5 separate regions of the Mus musculus genome follow, and regions 1, 3, 4 and 5 are each linked to region 2. Evidence: chromatin contacts called from public Micro-C and promoter capture Hi-C data. All regions are on one chromosome and are shown on one strand. Each heading gives the region's core, a stretch centred on a gene start, on an enhancer-like site or on the middle of the called end of the contact. The rest is flanking DNA. Distances are from core to core; before and after follow the strand shown. Region 1 overlaps Map4k4 (mitogen-activated protein kinase kinase kinase kinase 4). Region 2 holds the start of Pantr2 (POU domain, class 3, transcription factor 3 adjacent noncoding transcript 2). Region 3 holds the start of Il1r2 (interleukin 1 receptor, type II). Region 4 holds the start of Slc9a2 (solute carrier family 9 (sodium/hydrogen exchanger), member 2). Region 5 overlaps Slc9a4 (solute carrier family 9 (sodium/hydrogen exchanger), member 4).

Region 1 (2,700 bases), core at 43-2,542, 2.8 Mb after region 2:
TTTCCTCACTAAAATCATTTTTAAAAAGTGGTGGAACAAGTGAGAGCAGTTTACCCCAAGCCTAGTGGATTATCTTTCACGGCTGTAAAGGGTAATCAAGCTGACTTCTTGTCCCAACACAGGCACAATTAGTACTGAGATAACGCAACAGCTAGTTGTGGCTGTTTGTTGATAACTCTGTGTGCCAGGCTGCTTCTCTAATCCCTATATAACTTAAGGGAGAAAAGCAGTCCTTTGGGAAAAGAAGAAATAAACAAGGCTGCCGGGCTCACCAAGCAGACTCCTCTCCAACCGAGCTGTTTTAATTTGCAGTCACATGCAGTACAGACCTTTCTAATTACAAGCTGAGAATACCTGCTCGCTCCTTTAAGGAAGTCTTTAATTATCCTAGCCCTGCAATGCCTGTTCCTTCCAGGGAGACCAGAATCATCACATCACATCACATCCTCGGACCCAACGAGATATAGACTTTTTGGGACCTAAGTGCGCAAAAACTACCCGAAACCAATCTGTCGGATTTGTTTCAACCTACACCCTCAGAGTCAACTCTTCCCTGGGATGCCAACTTCAAACTCTGTCTGGGGAAAAGGGCAGGAACCCAAAAATGTTTTGTTAACCTATGTAGTTGTGAATGGTCCTTTCAAGTAAAACCTTCTATTTCATAAAAACACTTTAGGCTAAAAGCCTCAAGTTTCTATGAAGAATTTGTGCCTCCACACTAGGAAGTGGGCAGGCCTTTTGTGTGGACAGTAACGCCACCTGGACAAGGCCTGGAAGCTCTCCCAGGCACCACCCACCCTGCACATGCCACCACACATGCCGACACACACATCCAAGACTCAGGCAAACTCTCTCTTCCCCAACACAAAGGACAGCACAGTGCTCTGTACTACTCAAAGGGCAAATCTACAAATCTAACATCTAAAATTCACTGAGTAAAAAATTACATTTTTAATGAACAAAATTTCATTAAATTATAAATCAAATTCAGCACCAAACAGCCAGCTCGTCTGTGCCCCTGGCACAGCAGTAGAGGGCATTGTAGTAGTTTTCTTCTTGGGAAAAAACAAAAACAAAACAAAACAAAACAACGGTAACCGCATCTGAGGTGGGGCTGACAGAACAGAAACAAAGGGTGACAGCATCTTTCCAACAAAATCGCCACGAAGCACTCACGTGGCCCTGCCGCATGGGGGCGCACTACACATCTGTGGAAGCGGATTACAGTGGCTGTGACTGGAGCCTGGATACACACTTGATCCCAATGGCCAATCAATGCTCCTCCTTCCCGCGAGCTGCACCAGTGAGGGCCGTGACTGACCTGACACAGGACTCTTTTCCTGTCACTTCTAGCAATGTGAGGAAGACTGCCTGTCATATGTAAAGCATCAAATACTCAGCAAAACTTTTGTCCACTAAGCTCTGCCACCAGGTTTGTGTTTCCGGTTTAGAGGCAGCAGCAGAGGAAGTGGGAAGTCCTTGCTCGTCGTTTTTGTTCATGCCCAGGTTAGCACTCCAGTAAAGATGCTTTACTCTTTGATACACACACATTCACTGTAAGCCAACATAAAACGAAAGCACAAAGGGACAGGGAGAGCAAGCAAGGAGCGAGCAGGAGGATGGGAGCGAGAGAGCGGGAGGGGAGAGCGGGGAGAGCGGGGAGTGCGGGGAGAGCGGGGAGTGCGGGGAGTGCGGGGAGAGCGGGGAGAGCGGGGAGTGCGGGGAGAGCGGGGAGTGCGGGGAGTGCGGGGAGTGCGGGGAGAGCGGGGAGAGCGGGGAGAGCGGGGAGAGCGGGGAGTGCGGGGAGAGCGGGGAGTGCGGGGAGTGCGGGGAGAGCGGGGAGTGCGGGGAGAGCGGGGAGTGCGGGGAGAGCGGGGAGAGCGGGGAGTGCGGGGAGAGCGGGGAGTGCGGGGAGAGCGGGGAGTGCGGGGAGAGCGGGGAGTGCGGGGAGTGCTGGGAGTGCGGCTCAGGAAACCAAGGAGACAAGAAGCAACTCAACCTAAAAAGCTTGGGGGAAACAACCTCATCCAAAGTGAATCGCTGAAGTCAGACAGTACCCGAGCTTACTCCAGGCTTTCAGTACAGAGCCCCATTGCCTTGGACAGCTACTCTGTCCTTCAATGTGAATGGCATCCTATCATCTACCACCGCATATTGAATCAATTGCTGACAGGCAGAGCTGCCTCGGAATGACAGTGAGCTCTTCAGGACTGCTAGACCAATACTCCTCCTTTCTCCAGTGTCCAGCACAGCAGCAGTAACAACTGCGACATTCAGCCTTGAGAGAGACACTTGGTGCTTAAGTTTACAACCCTGTTAGTCACTATGAATGGCTCTGTTTTTTTCAAATAAGGGTACTGAGAATCAGATAAATACATTTCATGGGGACCCATCGCTAATAATTGATAAAAGGAGACAAAGCAGGGTGGCCTGTCCCAAAACATAAGCCAACAATCCTGTTTCCAGTTTTGGGTTTTTTACTTAGAAAAAAAATCAAACTTTTGTTAAGGTGAATAGAATCACAATTTACACTAGAATTTAAAGCTGAGTAATTCCAGAGGGGAAGGAGACAAGGTAAAATGCCCTTGATCCAACTGAGCACGAACCAGGACTCCACAGAGTCTGGGATAGCCTTAAGGGAGAAAACAATCGCTTACAGTCCAGAATCATTAGTGTCCCCAGGGTTCTGAGGTCCCACAA
Region 2 (2,700 bases), core at 77-2,576:
GCACCTCACAGGTCCTAACCTCCACCCACTTTCAACTTTTTGCTGTTCCCGTTAGATGGCGCTCAAGACTTTCTAACCATTTGTGAAAGTGCTCCTGGTCCGGAACAAAAAGAGCCTTATCGAGAGAGAGAGTGTGGAGTGGGCGTGAGCGGGGGGGGGGGGGGGGGGGCTGGGGGGGGGGATGTGGGGGTGAAAGCACACCAGGGCGCGGGCGTCGCCTGGCACCAGGAGGAGCGGTCACGGGTCAGCTGGCCCCGGGCGGGGGTGCATCCCAGGCAGGGCCTCCTCCGCAGCGGGCCCAGAACTTTCTCTGCTTCCTCTTCCTTTCCCATTCCGCTTTTCTCCTGGTCCCTGCTGAGCAGTTGGCAGATGGGTTTCGGCCTCCGGAAGGCCGAGGACTGCACATCTATGCAGGCCCTCCGTGCTCTGGAAGAAAGAGGCCTGGAATTGAGCAGTGGCGCTGGGGTTCAGACCAATTCTCCCCACGAGTACCCCCACAAGGGTTCTGAGTTCTCAAGCTCCAGCTCTGCACATCAGCCATGGGACAGGTGCAGGTTTTGTTTTAGGCTCTCAAAGTGATGTTTCTAAGTTCCCCGAGTGCATGTTTCAAGCAATACAGAGCAAACTTTCTGGTCCCCGGGCGGATGACGCCTGAATGAAGTCAAACCACCGTCCTTTTAAAACTATAAAATGAAAGAAACTAATGAAAGGCCCTGGAAACCCTGAAGCATTAGATGTGACCACTTATTTTTAAATAATTATGCGACGAGTGATCGGGGCTTCCAAAGCTTTCCAAATATCTCTTCTTTCGCAGTCTCTAGGAAGTGTCTTGACTGTAGGCGAGCGGGTACTCTGATCTTTCCCTTCCCTTCCCTTCCCTGTTCGCCCAAGTGTTCAGGAGCTGTGTGCCCGGTTACCCCTAGGACCGGAGGGAGCAGACACCTTCCTTTGTGAGTCCCCCTGGCTGGGAACTTTCCCGCGCGGCGGGTTCCCCTTTAAGAAAGTAGCGATTGCTATGAATATTTAATGCGGAGCTGGAGCCCGTCGGGCCGAGGGGAGACCCGGCCCGCGCTCTGCGGCCGGGGCGTAGCTCTAGCTCATCCCCCACCAGTTCAGCCACGGTAGGATGAGGAGGATGAGGGTTTGCGGGAGGAAAAGCTTTGGAGAGATGGGGTGCGGGACTATGGAACCCGCTTGAGTCCAGTAGGCCAGCGCGGGTCATTTCCATAAGAAAGCCGCAACCCAGCTGGAGGCTGCGGTTCTTCATGGCCTCCCTGCCCCCACCATCATTGGCAGCGTGTCGCGGGCTTCTCTGCAGCCTAGATCTAGGCGACTGGTGTGGATTGGTGTTGATGAGATGTGGCTTCCAGCGTTGCCCGACTCAGACCTGTTTCCAGTCTGGATGGAGCGGACCGACTGTGTGGGGTGAGTCCAGGGTGCGGCGGAGCCAGTAAGAGTTGAGGAGAGCGCGGGGAAGCTAGTCCGTAGTGGGCACCTCGGATTAGGAAGTCCTGAGAAGTACTCTGAAGCGGGGTGTGAAGAGAGAGTACTGGGAGAAGGCCTAGGAAGCTAAGCCGTCCTTGCTGCCCCTCTCAAATCCCCGGAGCTTTCGCTTTCAGTGGGTGACCCTCTTCCAGCGAAGGGATGGAAAGTGAACTTGGTCGGGCATTTGATCTAGCTAGCAAAGCGGTTCTTTTCTGTGTACATTGAGTACATTGAGTTTCTTCTCTGCTTTCAAGAGCCCACGCACGATGGCCACGCATCTTCAGGTCTATCAAACACACACACACACACACACACACACACACACACACACACACACACACATACACACACACATCTAGAGAAATTAAAACCTAGATCTATAGTGTTCAAAAAAAAAAAAAAAGCAAAGCAGAGGAGATAATGTGTGAGACAGCCGTCTTCACTTTGCCTTCTATTGGGAAAAGTTGCCTGAGAAGGAATAACTTCCCTTTTATGGATTCTGAACCACCTGTACTTTGCTACAAAGCTTAGTTGGGTCACAAATAAAACACCAGTTACATCGAGCAATGAAACCAATTACAACTATTAACAACTTTATTACTTATGATTAGACTTGAGAACTTTAAACTCAGACAATATGATCGAGTTATTTTTCAAACCAGCTAAGATTTTTACACCATCCCTCCCCACTCCACTTCCTACCCCTGTCCCCAAGAAGTAAGAAGAGTAGAAATGATATTTCAGGGAGTTTGTATGTATCCGTGGTCAATATTATATTTGTTTCTTTTAGTAAAGTTTGTTGCTTCTTGTACCTAATGGTACCTTGATTCCTGATTCTGTCGAGTTATGGAGAGCATAATTGAAGATGGCTGGTTACAACCGACTTGGTTTGGATGTGGAATTGGGGCAAGCACTCTCTCCCAGTACTCTAGTAATGCTGAAAACCCAAATCTATTTAAAAGGACAAGTTGTTTTAACTTCTACCACAGATGGGGTGAGAGGAACAAGTGAAACTCAACAGCTAAGGAGAAAATGAAGAACTAGTGCTACGTTTTCCACGTTCTTTTTGCTCCGGGGTTGACATGGCATTTGGTGAGTCTTTCCTGAGACTGTGGCTGTCTGGAGAGGGGAAAGTATCAGAGAAGTTTTACCAGTCTTAAGGCTACCTCCAGGAGGCTGTCCACCACTTCCCTCTGTCTCCATGCCAGCCTCTTG
Region 3 (2,700 bases), core at 90-2,589, 2.6 Mb after region 2:
GTGTCGTAGGCAGATATGGTAAAGGCCAAGTTGGAAGACCTGATAAACAGAGTAGTCGGAAGTTCCTTGAAAAAGCACCCGCTTCTGCCGCTTCTGCTGTCCCTAGAGGCTGGCGCTGCTATCCTGGGGTATGGGAGGAGGGACGTGATCACGTGATCTCCCCGGTCTCACTGTCAAAAAGTCGGACGTGGTCACGTGATCGCTCCATTCTCGCTGTCAAAACAGTAGGATTTGAGGGTGAGCTGGGAATGAGAATGGCTTGGGGAAGCCCAGGACAACCTGCAGCACACGAGGGAGGGTCCATCCCCGCAGCACTACCAGCTAAGAAAAGGAAAAGAATGCATTGAGGCAGGCGAGGCTCAGAGAGGCCTCGGGGAAGACATTCTTCTGCACTTATGCCTGTAGGAACAAGATGCTGATCCCGGAGAGCAAGCCTCCAGGTAAGGCAGAGCTAGAGGAGGGTGAGGTTGATGGAAGCCGATATGGAACACGGACGGAAGCCAGCAACATCCCACTGCAAGCAGGGACTGGGAAGGACAGGCCAGTCTTTTGCCTCTATTTACACAGTAGGAAACCCAGAGAGAAGCTCTGGCCAAGATCACCCTGTGTAAGGAGGCTGAGGTCAGAGACATATAAGCTAGGGCTCAGAAGGGAAAAAATGGGCTTCAAAATAGAGTAGGGGACTGAAGAGAAGAGACTTTAAGAAGCAGAGGAGGGAAAAAAACCAGTACATTCATTTATCTAATAACTGTGTGTGCCAGGCAGGTCTTAGAGTGCTGCCCAGTCTGCCTGGAAGCTATGGTTTCTGAGAGGCATCAGGTACATTTAAAAAAAAAAAATCACCCTAGGAAAGTCCCCAAAGCCTTTCAACGTGCTCTGCGCTCTGTCCCAGATGCTCAGCCTCCCAAGGTAAGAACCCAGCCCACTCCCTTCCTCCAGGTGAATTCTAGATGCTTGTCTGTCCCCTGCTACCTGGATCTGTGGACATTCAATAGCAGCTCTCTGATGTAGTCCCCCCCCTCCCTTTTTTTCTAACAGAGAAAACGAAGTAGAAAACAATCAAGGAATAAAGTGACCTCCACACAGGTGAGGAGACCGCTCACCCAGAGGAAGCTAGGAGACTCATAGAGGGTTGCCTGAGGACCCACTAAAAGCAGACCTGATGTTCAGACTGGTGTCTGACTGGTGACTGGCTTCCTGGTGTCTCCCCCTGCCTCTTTCCCACCTTCTTACCTGGAGCTGTGTATTCTTGTACCTTGCTGCTTCTTGCCTGACTGGGGAAGGCTGCTGGGCCAGACTTTCACCTTCTGTGATGTCCCAGCAGCCCCCTCAGGGATTTATAGGCTCCTGCTTGTGGTTTCCTAACTGGCCTGTGTCACTCACTCTAATTGGGTGGTGGTGGACACACCTTTTCCCTGCTCACGGGGAGCACCCTGCTCATGGTGCTTTGTGCGTACATCCTTGCCATATGGGGAAGTGGCCTAGGAAACTCTGAGTTTCCTTATTTGAGTGTGTGTGTGTGTGTGTGTGTGTGTGTGTGTGTGTCGCTAGAATGGCATGCTTCCAGCCAAGAACACATTTTAAAGTGATGCTGGCTGTACATGAAGAAGTTGTAAACAGTTTCACAGGCAAGATTTCACCCCATCTGCTGGATGCTGCTTAAAACCCAACCATGGTCCCATTAAAGAGAAAAGGAGGGTTTTAAATGAGTGGGACACAAGATCCCCACTCCCACCCCCAAGGAACTCTTCTTGACTAGGAGGAGGATTAAATGGATGGGCTTGTTTTAGGGGGGCCTTTGTTTGGCTTTTTGTTTGTTTGTTTGTTTGGTTGGTTTTGTTTTTAACTTTTTGTCTGAGTCTTTGGAAGCTGGGAACATGCTGCTTAATGTAGAGAAAGTGACTGCTAATGTAAGTTAAGGATTTCCAGGTCCGGAGACAGGCTCGGGTTTGGTGCTTCAGGAAAAAGTGGTAAGACAGCCAAAGGAGGAAGAGGATGGTGTGTGTAGTGCTGCAGTCCATGAGCCAGAGAGCCAGAGGCTGGACAAAAACCCAAGACATGGATGCTGCCCTTGTGGCTCCAGGGACCCTGTATGGACTACAATTCATTCTAGCCCACTGAGGCCCATGCAGACCTCCGACCTCCAGAATGATGTAGGAATAAGAACAAATGCAAATCTCATCCCCTGCCCCCCACCCCCGCCTTCATCTTACCTCCCCAAAAGGAGTCTGAAGCCCATGTTTTCTCTCCCTGTCCTTAATTTGTGAAGTACTTATGAGAAAGAATTGTTTGTATGACAAAGAGTCCTTCTGTTGCCCAGCTGACCAGAGTAGGGCTTAGAATTCTCCACCACATATTGTCTCACTGTGAATTTTATCCTAGGTATTTGATGACCATATTTTCTTCCATCAATATCGCAGAATTTGTATCTGCTAAAGACAAATGAATGGTAAAGACAATGTGTCAAAGTATTCAGAGTTCAGACCACCCCCTCAAACTGGGCATGCATGCATGATGTTGGTGGCTCACACATACTGTCTTCCAGTCACCTTCCTCCACTCTCTGGGCTGCATGTCACTTAAAAGTACCTTGCCACAGGTTTTCCATGGGTGGCTTCTGGTTTCTGAGCCAGAACCACATTGGGTCTAATTGAGGAGGAGTCTCTACCTCAGCATTTGCAACAAGCATCTTGGGTAACAG
Region 4 (2,700 bases), core at 99-2,598, 2.0 Mb after region 2:
ATGTGACCCCTGCATCTATCCCCAGCCATATTGTGTTTGCCGAGGAGTATTTCCTGTGTTGTAACCATCGATGCCTCACCCTGATCATCAGAAAGGTTCCCTAAGAAAGGCTGAGATGTATGGAAAGCTGCATCCCACAAGGTGAATGCAAAAGCATAGAAAACACCGCGTTCTTCTGACCTCATACATTTTGAACAGTACAGCGATAGCGAATGTGCTTTAATACTGCATACAGAGTAAAATGGTGAGCGGGCGTTATGATGGAGTGATCAGGTTAACAGATGAGAAAACGGGCTGAGCTTGGGGATGGGTTAATTATTTGTTAATAGCTGGTCTCCCTGGCTCCAGTTACCTCTAAAGAAGAAAAGGCTTTCTAGAGAGGAAGGAGCCCAGAGAGCCCAGAGAGAAAGAACAGGGCACTGGTGTTGTAGTGGCAAGCATTTAGGTGTCCACAGTCCCAATTTAAGCACCTCATCAGACAGGGACATGAGGAGGGTCTGTGTTCTGCCAACGCACCCTCTCCCATCCAAGATCTTGCCCACTTCCACTCTCCTCTCTACTTGTAGATGATATACAATCTAGCTAAGCCCTGCCTCAGTTAGCAAGCAAGTCTCCCTCAACTTTGGCACAGACCTGTCAAACTTGACGCTCAAAGCAGAAGTTCACAGTGGGTCTCTATGCTATGGGCCAGTCTTTCCCGGCTTTCCAAGGCCAGCGTCGGATTAAGAACAGGAGATCTTTCAACCACAGGAGCTAATCTGTCCGTCCAAGGCTGCCTTGGTGCAGGAGGAGCTGGCCACTATCTGAGACCAACTACTTGCCTACTTGGCGAGTCACCCACCAGGATCCCCAGTCTGATCGTCCCCGCCCCCACCCACGGGTACAGTTCCTTACCAATCTTGGCCAAGGAGGCCAGTAGGATCCACAAAGTGATCTCGAAAGGGATTTGCACGTGGGGGTAATCCAGGGTGAACACGGGCAACCGACTTTCCTCGAACGGCGTCGTTCCCGGGGCCACCACACTGGCAGGACTTGGCGGGTTGGAGCTGGCACCCCTGGCCCTGGGTGCGTCCAGCAGGGTCTCGGCCAGCGCGCCCGCCGGCACTGCCACCTGCAGAGACAGCAGCAGCAGCAGCAGCCAAGACAGTGGCGCCCGCACGCTGTGCGCGGTGCCCCGGGGGCCCATGGGGTCGGCAGCTATGAGCGCAGCAGAGGACGCTGGTGTAGGATCTGGGTTCCCTCAGAGCATCGCGGGAGGGACAGCACTACTAACTCAACGGGACTGCGAGAGTACCACACCACCGCCTCCACGGGGTCGGGGCCCTGTCGCCAACCAGTTCGGTGGGTGTGAACCTCGCAGGGCCCGGAGGGGAGCGCGCAGCGACAGGAGGCCACTGCGCGGTCCCTCGGCCGCGCTCAGCCTTGCTCAGCCGCCCTCCGCCGCCGGCCGCCCTCCCATGCCTGGCAGCTACAGGCCCTGCCCGGGGCGGCCCGAGGGCGGGCGGGGACGGGGACGGGGGCGGGGCGGGGCGGGCGCGGCGCCCCGGTGGCGGGGCGGGAGGACGCGGAGACCCGGTGCGACGCGCACCTGCCGCAACCCACAGTCGACGCGGGGGCGAAGGTCGCGCCGCTCTCTAGCCCGCCCGCGGACCAAGAGCCGCTGTTCTTGGGAGCCCGGGAGCTGTGGGTGCACTAGGTGCTCGGTGCGCACGGTGGCCTGAGCTGTCCCCGCCCCGGAGGCAGCGTCGGCCGTCCATCAGGGCTGGGACCGACGCGACCCACGCGTCGCGCCCTGCCCCCTCCCCCCGCAGGCTCCTGCAAGGAGACACCCCGGGGCGCTGGCACGCGAGGAGGCGCCGCGGGCTCAGGCAGGGAGGCGACGCCGGGCGCGGAGGAACTGGGGAGCCTTCGCCACTGCTGGGTCTGCAGAGACCGACTCACCGAGGGGAGCCTCTCGGGGCCTCGGAAAGATGAGAAGGAAGAGCAAAGCACCTTGAACACAGCCTGTTCTCTGCGCACCGAAACTCCCGGTTGAGAACTCAGCGCTCCCACGCTCTCCCAGAACCCTTGTCTTTCCGCTTTTCCACTCCTTGTAACAGTGTGCACTCCACTTTTCTTCCCTCCCCCAGCTTTGGGGACGAAAAAGTCTCTGTTTTTAGGCTTCGAGGTGAATCTGTCTGAGGGCATCAGAAACATAACTATTTCGTGGAAAACCAGTGATTTGCCTAGCTTAGACGGACTTGTTCGGCTAATTACAGGATGGACTGCGGTTTGGAAAAGCGGGATTCTCCCAGCGCCAACTGGCCCTTCTCCCGAGCCCGACCTTCCGCAGGGGCATTGCCAGGTGCCCTGCCTGCGATCCCACTGTCCCGGTGTCCTCACGGTGAGAAACTGAAAGGAACCGAAACCAAACCATCTGCCTCCCAGTTAACCCACACGGTTTCCCCTAAACGTATAAAATAAAAATTCTTATCTTTCCCACAGGGTTCCGGCTCTTGTTTATACACCCCTCAGTCTGACACAGAAAGGTCTAACAGAATCTGTGAGATGTCAGTCGTCGGAGGCCATCTGAATAGAGGCAAGCAAGGAACCTTTGAGTCTGGGAAAGGCAGGGACCATTCTAGCCCGAAGTAGAATGGGTCTCAGGGTTGATACAGAATCGGCACAGAATGTATCAGTTTTCCAGCTTTGAAGTGGAAC
Region 5 (2,700 bases), core at 109-2,608, 2.1 Mb after region 2:
TGAAAAAGCAAGTGCAGGTGTGACATGGTTTTCATAACACACACACACACATCACACTCATAAACACACACATACCACCTCACACAGCACATACTGCACACACACTGTACACATCACATATATGCCACACACATATAGCACACACATATACAAACACATACTATACACATCTATCACATTCACACACAGTCACACATACACCATACACACATCACACAATACAGTCACACATACTCACACACTCACACTGTACCACACACACACATGCGCATACTGGCAGGTCTTTCAGTAATGTGCCTGGACCTCTCTCCCCTTACTAAGAGCTTTTTCAGCCCCAACTCTAACTAGAAAATACTTGACTCTGCCTTAAATCCAAGTACATCTACTTCAGTGTGCTGTATAGCACACTCAGCACACTCTTTTTAATTAAAAAAAAAAAAAGAAAAAAGAAAGAAAAAAGGAACATTTCTGCCTCTATGTCCTGAGTACTGTCATTATGTGCACACTCCTTCCAGCTCCCAGACAGTATTTCTTACATAAGTGTTATTCAAATATTTCCAGTTTTTCCTTTTCCTCACCCATTTACAAAGTAAAGAAAGCCTCTTTCTGTGTCCATGAAGTTGTGGTCATTTTTAGGTGAGAAAAAATAAATAAATAATGCTACCTAAAGTCCATACTACTATATTTAATAGACATAGGGATTTCTATACAATTTCTGTATGATTAAACCTTTCTGCCCAGATAGTTGGATATCTGGACAATGTCTGGAAGAAAACAAAACCAGATCTAAGGAGTCAACTGAGAGGCTTCAGTTTAGGAGGACATGAGGTTGAACACCTAAGCAGATGTCTTCACTGGGACAAAGTACTGGGTGTTCATGCTTACCGACTTAGCTTTACTCCCTCCTGCTGGGTGTAGGGTGGGTGTGGGGGGTGTGGGGTAGGGGGTGTAGGGTGTATGGTGTGTGGTATGGGTGTGGGGTGTGTGGTATGTGGGCTGAGTATGTGGTGTGTGGTGTGGGTGTGTGATGTGTGGGATGGGTGTGGGATATGTGGTGTGGGATGGGGGTGTGAGGTGTGGGGTCTCAGTGTGGGGTCACTGTGGGTGTGATGGGGCTCGTGGCAAATAATGACAGGCAGAGCCCAGAGTGGAAGTTCCTTGTGGCCCGCTTTCTTTCTACTTTACAACTTTATTATTATTATTATTATTATTATTATTATTATTATTACTATTACTAAGACAAACTCTCCCTGGAGGCCCTGAAACTCCCTATATAGATCAGGGCCTTGAACTCACCTGACTGCCTACTGAGTGCTGGGATTAAAAGCATGCACCCTATGCCTGGCTCTCAACTTTATTTTTCCAGGAAGAGAAGAAACTACTCAGATGGACTTCAAGCCTGAAGTGTTCCCAGCTCTGCTTCGTACCAGCTTTTCCTGAACATTTTAAATTGGCATCCTGATCGCCAGACGTTCTTCAGGCAAATGTCGGAGAGAACATTTGTTTGGCAAAGGACCAGGTTCAGCTTTCAGAAAGTTAAGAAATTCTAAACCTTCCAGTGCCTCGGGGGACTAACATCAGGCTTTTCCCAGATACCCAAGCCAGCTAGCATCCACACATTCCCACGTGACTCCATCCGTAAGGTTGTACTCACGCCAGGATTCCTGAGAGATAAAGCGTCTCGGCTGCTAAGTAAGACAGATAGCTGAACATGAAGACGATGAGGGGCTCAATCGCAGAGATGTTCTGAGTGAAACGTGTGATAAATGCGGAAATGAATCCAAATATGATGCCGAAAAATACTCCCCCGCACCCCACGATGACGAATCTGGCACACCCAGCCAAAATGTCCACCGCTTCTATGTCCTCAAATTTGTGCATCTTAGTGAAGGCAATTAGTATGTTGTATAAGACCTGGAGAAGTACAAATGAGAGAAACATGAAGTGGAAAGTAGCAATATGTTACACATGGATTCTTGACTTCACATTCAATTAGAGTACACGAGTCAACGGCACAGAGATTAACACAGCTACCCAAGTTTTAGACGCACAACATGTTCAGATTCAGTGAAGAAAGGGGAAGTGCTGGGTTTCATAATTGAGCGCATGACAAATGTTTAAGGAGGTGGGGATGTGAATTACCTCAATTTGCTTATTACATACTGTACACATATTGTATGATTATTTCACCCCGTTCACAAGAGCAACTCTTCCACCAACGGGAAGTGCTTATAACAAGTGAGCACTTCCTGTGAGCCATTCTCTGTGCCATGTCTCTGCTTTGAACCTTTTCTAGGACTCTGCAATGCCTTCCACCTTTTTCTTTAAAGAGTGCACACTGTTAATCTCCCTCAGTAGAGAGCGCAGAAGGCACACTAGAGGGGAACTCTCTCTGGGTCCCTCTTGTACGCGCCTGGACTGGCCAGCAGTAATGACGCTGCAACAGGATCCTTCCGTACACGTTTATTGGGAGAGCTTGATTGCGGAGGCGAAGAGACCCCAAGCCCAGAACTGGTGCTGCTTATATAGGCCTAGGAGAGGCGTGTCTCACACCCGGATTGGTTATGCACTATATCTCATTTGCACGTTCCTCATCTGATTGGTTACTCTCTCTCAGTACCTCACAGAACCTCATTATCATACCCGGGCCAGGCAGTGTCTTGGCAAAAAGCTTTACTGCATATGTACACATTGGTTGTT

Evidence for each region. Promoter capture Hi-C pulls out the DNA fragments that hold promoters and counts their contacts. Hi-C and Micro-C count contacts between places; a contact is called where the count stands out from the background.
Region 1: a Micro-C map of embryonic stem cells shows a contact between it and region 2, with 12 times the contacts expected there. The contact joins the enhancer-like site here to the promoter of Pantr2 in region 2. A contact is called at or near these places in 2 of 39 promoter capture datasets (embryonic stem cells and stem cell-derived epiblast-like cells), 1 of 15 datasets of contacts at CTCF or cohesin (stem cell-derived epiblast-like cells), 5 of 484 Hi-C or Micro-C datasets (all in embryonic stem cells) and 2 of 115 datasets of contacts at active chromatin or transcription factors (astrocytes and embryonic stem cells).
Region 3: a contact with region 2 is called in a promoter capture Hi-C map of liver, with 7 times the contacts expected there. The contact joins the promoter of Il1r2 here to the promoter of Pantr2 in region 2. A contact is called at or near these places in 2 of 39 promoter capture datasets (hippocampal neurons and liver).
Region 4: a Micro-C map of embryonic stem cells shows a contact between it and region 2, with 6 times the contacts expected there. The contact joins the promoter of Slc9a2 here to the promoter of Pantr2 in region 2. A contact is called at or near these places in 4 of 39 promoter capture datasets (the 3T3-L1 cell line, hippocampal neurons, liver and 1 more), 3 of 484 Hi-C or Micro-C datasets (all in embryonic stem cells), 1 of 115 datasets of contacts at active chromatin or transcription factors (astrocytes) and 1 of 9 other capture datasets (pancreatic islet).
Region 5: a promoter capture Hi-C map of the 3T3-L1 cell line shows a contact between it and region 2, with 7 times the contacts expected there. The contact joins the enhancer-like site here to the promoter of Pantr2 in region 2. A contact is called at or near these places in 8 of 39 promoter capture datasets (the 3T3-L1 cell line, 3T3-L1-derived adipocytes, cranial neural crest and 4 more).

The regions. Positions count from the first base shown.
Region 1 is chr1:39,935,228-39,937,927 of GRCm38.p6, reverse strand. All of the region lies in intron 2 of Map4k4 (mitogen-activated protein kinase kinase kinase kinase 4), which reads right to left. Among named protein-coding and RNA genes, the nearest start is that of Map4k4, 36 kb to the right of the region's middle. Within about 2 kb of position 1,292, at least 270 of the 459 cell types and tissues checked have an H3K27ac peak or open chromatin away from gene starts, as enhancers often do. A contact at or near this core is called in astrocytes and embryonic stem cells, where this site is marked.
Region 2 is chr1:42,712,080-42,714,779 of GRCm38.p6, reverse strand. It overlaps Pantr2 (POU domain, class 3, transcription factor 3 adjacent noncoding transcript 2), which reads left to right and starts at 1,326. Exons shown (of 4, transcript NR_110495.1): 1 at 1,326-1,425; 2 at 2,475-2,577. The region is part of intron 1 of Gm46091 (predicted gene, 46091); the gene reads right to left.
Region 3 is chr1:40,083,353-40,086,052 of GRCm38.p6, reverse strand. Il1r2 (interleukin 1 receptor, type II) reads right to left here and starts at 1,339. Exons shown (of 9, transcript NM_010555.5): 1 at 1,234-1,339. Gm16894 (predicted gene, 16894) reads left to right here and starts at 202. Exons shown (of 4, transcript NR_037980.1): 1 at 202-440; 2 at 766-909; 3 at 1,039-1,086.
Region 4 is chr1:40,680,360-40,683,059 of GRCm38.p6, reverse strand. It overlaps Slc9a2 (solute carrier family 9 (sodium/hydrogen exchanger), member 2), which reads right to left and starts at 1,348. Exons shown (of 12, transcript NM_001033289.2): 1 at 895-1,348. The coding sequence starts at 1,186.
Region 5 is chr1:40,599,984-40,602,683 of GRCm38.p6, reverse strand. Slc9a4 (solute carrier family 9 (sodium/hydrogen exchanger), member 4) reads right to left here. Exons shown (of 12, transcript NM_177084.3): 3 at 1,655-1,914. Among named protein-coding and RNA genes, the nearest start is that of Gm35801, 21 kb to the right of the region's middle. Within about 2 kb of position 1,358, at least 30 of the 459 cell types and tissues checked have an H3K27ac peak or open chromatin away from gene starts, as enhancers often do. A contact at or near this core is called in hippocampal neurons, where this site is marked.